Linked DNA regions of Gossypium hirsutum: region 1 is linked to region 2. The links are chromatin contacts, called in public Hi-C maps. All regions are on one chromosome and are shown on one strand. Each heading gives the region's core, a stretch centred on a gene start, on an enhancer-like site or on the middle of the called end of the contact. The rest is flanking DNA. Distances are from core to core; before and after follow the strand shown. Region 1 holds the start of LOC107955299 (54S ribosomal protein L19, mitochondrial). Region 2 holds the start of LOC107886662 (rab escort protein 1).

Region 1 (3,916 bases), core at 885-3,384, 930 kb before region 2:
GCATCATCAGCACTGCTTGGAGCTAAATGAACATCATCTTCTTCCTCATCCTCTGAAAGGGAAGAGAGAAAATACTAAGAAACTAGATGCATGTGAAAGAGATAGCAGTATGTTTAGTATTTTGTACCCTTATGCAAGGGAGACCATGATAAAAGTATTTATTTATGGAAGAACCAATAAAGATACCAAGCATCGTGCTTAAAATGCAAACATGTAAGCACCCTTTTACAACATTAATGTGTACAGGCAGCATACTCATAATCACTTATAAACATGAAAAAGCATTAAACGTTTCCAATGAACCCAGAAAACATAAAAACCTTAATACCTTCATCCGCGATGGATAAGTTCTTCTCCTCATGCCACTGATCTTGGCGCAGAAGTTCCACAGCTACTATATCACCATCAAAAGCTCTGTTCATGTTTTGACGTCCATATATAATTATTTCATCACCTATGCTCTCACTTCCAACATATGCTTGAAATGGATTGTAGCGATTAACACGAAGCTTTCCTTGATGGTATATTCCACGATGCAAGCCCGACGTAATCTCAGACATGGGTTTATGCTAAACAAAGAAAAGATTAGGCCTTAGAGAACCAATTTGTTTCATGTGAACAAATCTTAACCAAATTCATTGTTTACAATTAACAATGGCAAACAGCATTGGCAAACATACTTCTTGATAAACAACTTGTCTCTTGGAAGGTCTCAAATCTTCAATTTCTACCATGACAGTATCTTCAGATTCGGATGCAGGTTGAACAAGCAGGTCAAGCAACTCTGGTTGGCCCAATGATTTTACATAGGACTGAACTGAAACAAGTTGGCCATTGAACGGTTAGCATACCACATGAATAATCCTAATAATTTGCAAATAGAGGTGGTATTAAATAATTAGTGGTAACTGGTAAGCCAATATATAAAATATCAAGTTGATAGAAGTTCCTAAGCAAGTAGAGTGTGCATACTTGTGTCAGCAGAAATGCCCTCTTCACCAGCCCTCCTCTTATTGTCTCTGTCATTGGTTATAAGTAAAACTGTTGCTGCAGTACCAAGATGAGTTTGATACCATTGAGTAGCCACCCGAATTGCTGAAGAACAACAGGACGTAGTAAACAAGCTGAATTTCAGAAGCAAATGCTTAGAGAGATATTAAAGTGCAAATCTAACCTCTGTCATTGTAATCATTTGGAGTTTCACCATCCATGCGCTTTACAAATGTGTCTCTGTTAAGAAAAAGAAAGAAAACACTGGATAAGAGGCTGAAAATAAAATCATTTTATTTGCAGCTGTGAGTGAAAAGTAGAGAATTTGATAGGAAATGAATGGCGAGGAATGAGAAAACCAACTTATGGAACTGGTTACTGAAAACATAGAACTTGCGGAGAGGATTGGTGGAAAGAGCTCTAAGTCTATTGTAAACGGCCATGTTCTTATTCTTAACTTCATCCAGCACCACAGATAGCAGCACCGCATTGTCGATGGCAGAGTTCTCAAGCAAGTCGATCTTATAACATATATTAATAATAGTAATAGTAATAATGAAAATGAAACGTTAAAATTTGAGAACACAATGAAAGAATTCAGTATAATTATATTGAAGCCAAAAGAGAAAAAGAAAAAAACCTGATGAAGAAGGACATTGGTATCAAGAATGAGAAGGGGAGAAGCAACATCCAAAGGAGCACGTGACGTGGAACTGTCACACGTTTTGCAAGCCGCAGCTCCACAGTAAATGTCGTCTCTCAGATATATTTCTCTAACTTCCTGTCCCATCCCCATCCCCATGCCACAAGCAATTCAAATACATTCCATTATCATCATTATAAACTAAAGTAAATACCTCTGTTACTTAGTTAGGGATTCAAAATCTTTTCCATTTTTATATGTAATAAATTAAAACAAAAAGGAGGAGAGGAATCGCAACCTTCTTAATTCTGCCGGCCTTGGTCTTCCTGCTGAACGTGTTGCTCTTCAACATTTTCTCTTCTCTTCTTTGCTGAAGATTTCTGCCTCCAAACGCTTAGCCCTTATCTTTAAACTTGAAGTGGGAGTGTGGAGGCAGCAAAGAATCAAATTACTAGCTAAAGATATAAATTATTGAAAAATTAAACAAAACCGAGTGAACGCCTTCTTCCTCAGTTCTTTTTCTGCCATTTAAAACCTAAAAATTGCCCAACCCAGCCCAGCCCAATCACTTACCTATTCCTTTTTTGGTTAATTGCATCAAAACACCCCTAAATTATAGTCTAAATTATTCTTCAAATGTTATAATTAAGTCCTTAAAGTAATAATATAGTATCAATCAAGTACTTAGACATTAAATGCTAGCTCGAATATAACATTTGGATCAAATATTGAATATATATGGCTTAGTTATTATAACTATTACAAAGAAAGAAATAGTCCTAAATTTTAATATTTGGATGTTTAAAATTTGATTTATCTATTTAATATCATAAGCAAATAAAAGGACTTAATTGATATAATATGATACCAAGAGCACTCAATTAGATGGTTTTAAAATTTGGAATCAAAGTAATTAACCAAAAGTAAAAATAATACCTTCCAATTTGCCATTTACTATTTGCACCCATTTATGTAAATTTTCCAAGCCCAACATCGTTGGGAAATAGAAAAAAACAGTAGGGTAAGCAAAATCAAAGAGAGGCATGTCGACCCTGAAAGAAATCCTAACCCGCCGTCCAGTGGCGGCCACCATCAGGCTGACTGTACCGGCTGGAGGAGCACGACCCGCACCCCCAGTAGGTCCAGCCCTGGGTCAGTATCGACTTAATCTAATGGCCTTCTGCAAGGACTTCAACGCCCGAACCCAAAAGTACAAGCCCGACACCCCCATGTCTGTCACTATCACCGCCTTCAAAGACAACACCTTTGAGTTCACTGTCAAGTCTCCATCCGTCACCTGGTACTTGAAGAAGGCAGCGGGTATCGAGTCCGGAAGCAGCCGGCCTGGCCACTTGGTCGCCACCACTTTGTCCGTCAGACATATTTACGAGATTGCCAAGATTAAGCAATCCGATCCATATTGTCAGTACATGTCCCTGGAGAGTATTTGTAAGTCCATTATTGGGACTGCTAGTACCATGGGGATTAAGGTGGTGAAGGACTTGGATTAGATTCTTCATTTACTCTTCAATCTAAAAAAAATGGTAATGTTCTTCTTAGCTTTTGGATTTGATGCATCTTAGCTGTTCGACATATTGTCTGTGTTGAAAAACCTTGAAACGTTTTTGTTGGATGAATTTCTGCAACTTTCAAACATTATATTAATTCACTGCATCACTTCTCAATTGTTGTTTTCAATATCCAAAATTTTCAAGTAAAATTTTATACTCCTAGTCCTACTATTATGGTTGCATTATACTTTGATCATTACATGTCCGTACTCCTAAGCTAGGCTACTCGAATTTGGTGTAAATGTCAGATATATGTATGCATTAGACATTTCTAAAGTTTTGGGATACGACGGCTTGTATGTATGATGAGAAAAATATAAAATTGGAGTCGTATGGTTACATTAAACTTGAGTTGGAGAGTTTCAGCGTTGTCAACCATAGAAGCCAAACTTAATGTAAAATCGCTTCTTTCAAGACTTGCATCCTTATGTTCATGAGCAATTTCACTTTTTAATACTAGACCAGACCAGAAATCAGCCCAAGCAACCTTCCAGTAGCCTTGAAAGCTCCTAAATTTCACCCACTCTCAATCCTTTGACAACTGCTCCAAAAATACCCATGTTCTTAAATAATTTTCTATTCGATGCTGCACCCTCTTGTTAAGGAAGATGATGATTTGGCTAGGGCTTTTATTGTTTGCCTATGTTTTTAAACTTTTGGAAGTCACCAAATCTAGCGCTGTAGTGTAAAACCATACACTCTGGCCTATGAC
Region 2 (4,045 bases), core at 723-3,222:
TAAAATTTTTAATTTAGCCATTAATGTTTGAATTCTTTCATGTTTAGGTCACTTGTTAAATTGATAATGGAAAGTCTTTTATAACTTGTATAATAACACATTTAATCCTCAATACTTATATATTCTACCAATTTGATTATAATTCTAAATAATTTAACAAATTTAACCATTGATATTTACAAATTCTATCAATTTGATTCTTAAACTTCCTAGTAAAAGTTTTCAGCTTTTAAAACAGAGACATTGCACGTCCATAAATTTGTAAAACTCAAAAAAGAAAAAAAAATTTCTTTCAACTAACGAGCTGTTTTCTGAGCTAATTTCTAACACCAATGAATTTATCTTTTATTTCCTTTTCTTTCTTTTTTTTTATTATTAGTTTTCTTCTAAATATTGTACTTTATAACCCTTTGATTAATAACATTTTAGCTAAAGAAAATGGAAAAAAAAACTTCAAAAAAAAAACACTTTAGATTTGCCATTGTTGTTAACAATATGATATCTCCTTTAAGATATATAGAAATAGTCTTCGAAGTTGGAACTTGAAATTGAAAATTAAATATAGAGTTAAAAATATGACTTTAAAAAATTTAATTGTTTAAATTAATAATTATATAAGAAAAAAATTATGAAAATTTAATTTTTTATAAGAAAAAATGTGAAAGAATTAATTTAATTTCCTTTTATTACATTGATAATGCTTTTTTTTTCTAATTTTATAAATGGATTAAGAGTTGATTATGTGTTTATTGATTTTTAATTTTTAAATCCACAATAACCAATAAGTATCATAATGATATCATTTAATGTCAAATTATTTACTAAATTAATTAATTAAAAACTAAAATCATACCAATAAGAGGAAAATTATTATTTATAAAATTTTATTATATATTATATTTTTAAGATTCGTATTTTCTGACATTAACTTTTTAAATATACACAAAAGAGGGTTATATATTGAATTTGATAATTTAACTATAAATAAAATAATTAATAGATGTGGGATGTATTTATTCTAAAAGTAAAATGCTTTGGTTAGAAAATTTAAAGATCAAGTTGATAAAAGTTATAAATATAAAGAGTTAAATTTATGAAATTATGTAAAATTAAATGCAAATTGATATGAAATAAGTATTAAATATTAAATATATTATTATACCAATTAAAATAGATTTTCCTTAATCAATTTTAAGGAAGGGATATTCAAATTTTAATAAAAATTTTTAGTTGATACTAGAGGTGTGCATGGTGGCCCGGCCCGAAGGCCCGCTCGAAATGTGAGAGATTTTGAGTAAAAATATAGGCCCGAAAAATAGGCTTAGGTAAAAAAAAAACCGTTTAAAAAACGGGCTGGGCCTCGAGTAAGGCATTTTTGGCCCGAGCCCGGCCCGAATTCACTACATGATAATTTTTTTAATATTATTTTTTTATTATTTTCTCCCTATTTTGCTACTATTTTACTATTATGTTGCTATTATTTTGTTGTTATTATTTAGATATTGTATAAAACTTATTTTATTGTTAATTTTTTATTAGATTTGTTAATTTTGTTATTATTTTAGAAACATTTGCTTATTAAGTTGTACCTATTTTAGTGTTATTTAATTATACATATTTTTTAAAATTTATTTTCAATTTGTTAAGAAATATTTATTTGATGTTTTTAGTATTTTTGATGGTTTATATATTTTAAAATTATATAAAAAATAATATAAAAATTAATATAGACGGGTTAGGTCGGGTCGGGCCTGGATTTTAACATTTTTATTCGAGCTGGGCTTGGGTAAAATTTTAGTCTCATTTTTCGGGCCGGGCTCGGGCCTTGCAAACAGTCTAAATTTTTAGTTGAACTCTGCCTAAACCCAGCTCGTACCGGCCTGAACCCGCCCCGGCCTGAACCCGGCCCGGCCTGAACCGGCCCGACCCGGCAGTGCACACCTCTAGTTGATACCCAGTTTACCCTAAATTAAACAAATTTTTTCATTTTCTTTTTGATAATTCGGAGCTTCCATTTTCATTTGCTCAGGTTGTAGCGAATTTTCTACCTTTGCTTCGCCATGGACGACATCCCACCCTATCCCCCAATTGATCCAACCACCTTCGACCTCATCGTCATAGGCACCGGCCTTCCCGAATCCATCATAGCCGCCGCCGCCTCTACCGCCTCTAAATCCGTCCTTCACCTGGATCCCAATCCCTTCTATGGTTCCCACTTCTCCTCTCTCCCTCTTGCCGATCTCCCCTCCTTTCTCTCCTCCCACTCGACCTCACCATCACCACCTCGCTCACCTTCTTCCGACGACCCTAACGAATTTTCTCTCTTGGAATTTGCTACTCGTCCTCTCTATTCCTCTATCGATATCTCCACTTTTTCTCCTAACCTTGATCAACACTCTAGAAAGTTCAACCTCGATGTGGCTGGACCTAGGGTTTTGTTTTGCGCCGACAAATCCATTGAATTGCTACTAAGAACTGGAACCAACCAGTACATGGAGTTCAAGAGTGTTGACGCCACTTTCGTTGGGGACAACAAGGGCAACCTCTGGAGTGTGCCGGATTCCAGAGCTGCCATATTCAAAGACAAGAGCCTGGGACTCGTGGAGAAGAACAAGTTAATGAGGTTCTTCAAGCTGGTGCAGGGACACTTGGCTGGCGAACAAGACGTCAAGATTTCCGAAGAAGATTTGCAGAGTCCGTTTGTTGACTTCTTGAATAAAATGGGATTGCCGCCCAAAATTAAATCGTCTGTTAGTCACAACTTTTTTCGTTTTTTATTTTATTTTAATTTTCCCATCTCTAGTTGCCTCCTCATTGATTCAGTCGTAGGCGTGATTCTCAATCGCTTTTGATTTTTTTTTCTTGTCTTTACAGGTTTATATTGTATGCTATAGCAATGGCGGATTATGATCAAGAAGATACAGGAGTTTGTAGAGATTTGCTCAAGACAAAAGATGGGATCGATCAGTTGGCTTTGTATAATGCATCTATTGGCAGGTTAACTTTTATTGTTTCTGTTTATTTTTCAAGTCAAGTCTTCAACTAAAGTTCAAAAATTTTCAACATCATGTTGAAATTTGAGAAGAAACTTATTATATCAAATTGTGGTCTATATTTATGTTCAATGAAATTATTTATTGTCTTTAGGTTTCAAAATGCATCTGGGGCTTTCTTATATCCTATCTATGGGCAAGGAGAACTATCACAAGCTTTTTGCCGTCGTGCTGCTGTCAAAGGTTGCCTTTATGTAAGTTCTGACGAGGAGAGAATTATTTTCTTTGATAATTTTGAATGCAGTTATTGATGTATTTCCTACCGTTGTAGGTTTTATATATATCATTACATGTTAACCTGATTTTGTGTTTACATCTATTTGGCCTGATATATTTTTTACCAACTGCTTTTATGTAAAATGAGTGGATTCAGTTGCTTGATATTTAAATGCTAAGTTGTCTACTATTTCTGCTAATGATTTCCTTAAATTGATGTTTATCTGTGGATAAACTCCAGAAGAAAGTAACAGTGGATGGTGCCTTGAGTTACCTATCATTTCAGAGTACCCAATGGCAACTACAGTTCACAAATATCCTCCTATGTCCTAATTGGATAGACATAAAAGGAGTTTATCTGATATAGTTCTCCTCAGTCATATTCACCTCCTCTATGAGTTGGTTGAAGGCATTTGACATCTTTGAGATACCCAACACCAAACAGCAATAGAGTAGTTCCTAGCATTAACTGTGTGACCAACAACCTGACTTTACATGAGATTATTATGTTTTAGCATAAAATTATGCTAATCCATTTGAATAAACATGACACAGGTATTGCGTATGCCGGTTACTGCATTGCTTGTAGACAAGGTATGGAAGCATAAGCCAGACTAAATTATGCTAGATATTTGTTATTCTAATCAGACTGTTAATGACGTTAAGGTAAAAGAACTTCATGTTTTTCCCTTGAAAACTTCTCAGGATACCGGGTGTTATAAAGGTGTTAGATTAGCTTCAGGTCAGGATATATTCAGCCAGAAACTGATCCTTGA

The links. Hi-C and Micro-C count contacts between places; a contact is called where the count stands out from the background.
Region 1: a contact with region 2 is called in a Hi-C map of leaf, with 2.6 times the contacts expected there. The contact joins the promoter of LOC107955299 here to the promoter of LOC107886662 in region 2. A contact is called at or near these places in 4 of 34 Hi-C or Micro-C datasets (all in leaf).

Annotation. Positions count from the first base shown.
Region 1 is chrA07:68,532,297-68,536,212 of Gossypium_hirsutum_v2.1, reverse strand. LOC107955299 (54S ribosomal protein L19, mitochondrial) reads left to right here and starts at 2,134. Exons shown (of 1, transcript XM_016891036.2): 1 at 2,134-3,318. The coding sequence starts at 2,677. The coding sequence ends at 3,144. LOC107955297 (exosome complex exonuclease RRP44 homolog A) reads right to left here and starts at 2,133. Exons shown (of 24, transcript XM_016891034.2): 1 at 1,932-2,133; 2 at 1,631-1,771; 3 at 1,354-1,511; 4 at 1,175-1,230; 5 at 973-1,095; 6 at 681-817; 7 at 329-569; 8 at 1-52. The coding sequence starts at 1,985.
Region 2 is chrA07:67,598,323-67,602,367 of Gossypium_hirsutum_v2.1, reverse strand. It overlaps LOC107886662 (rab escort protein 1), which reads left to right and starts at 1,972. Exons shown (of 9, transcript XM_016810707.2): 1 at 1,972-2,746; 2 at 2,875-2,997; 3 at 3,148-3,247; 4 at 3,825-3,863; 5 at 3,975-4,045. The coding sequence starts at 2,061.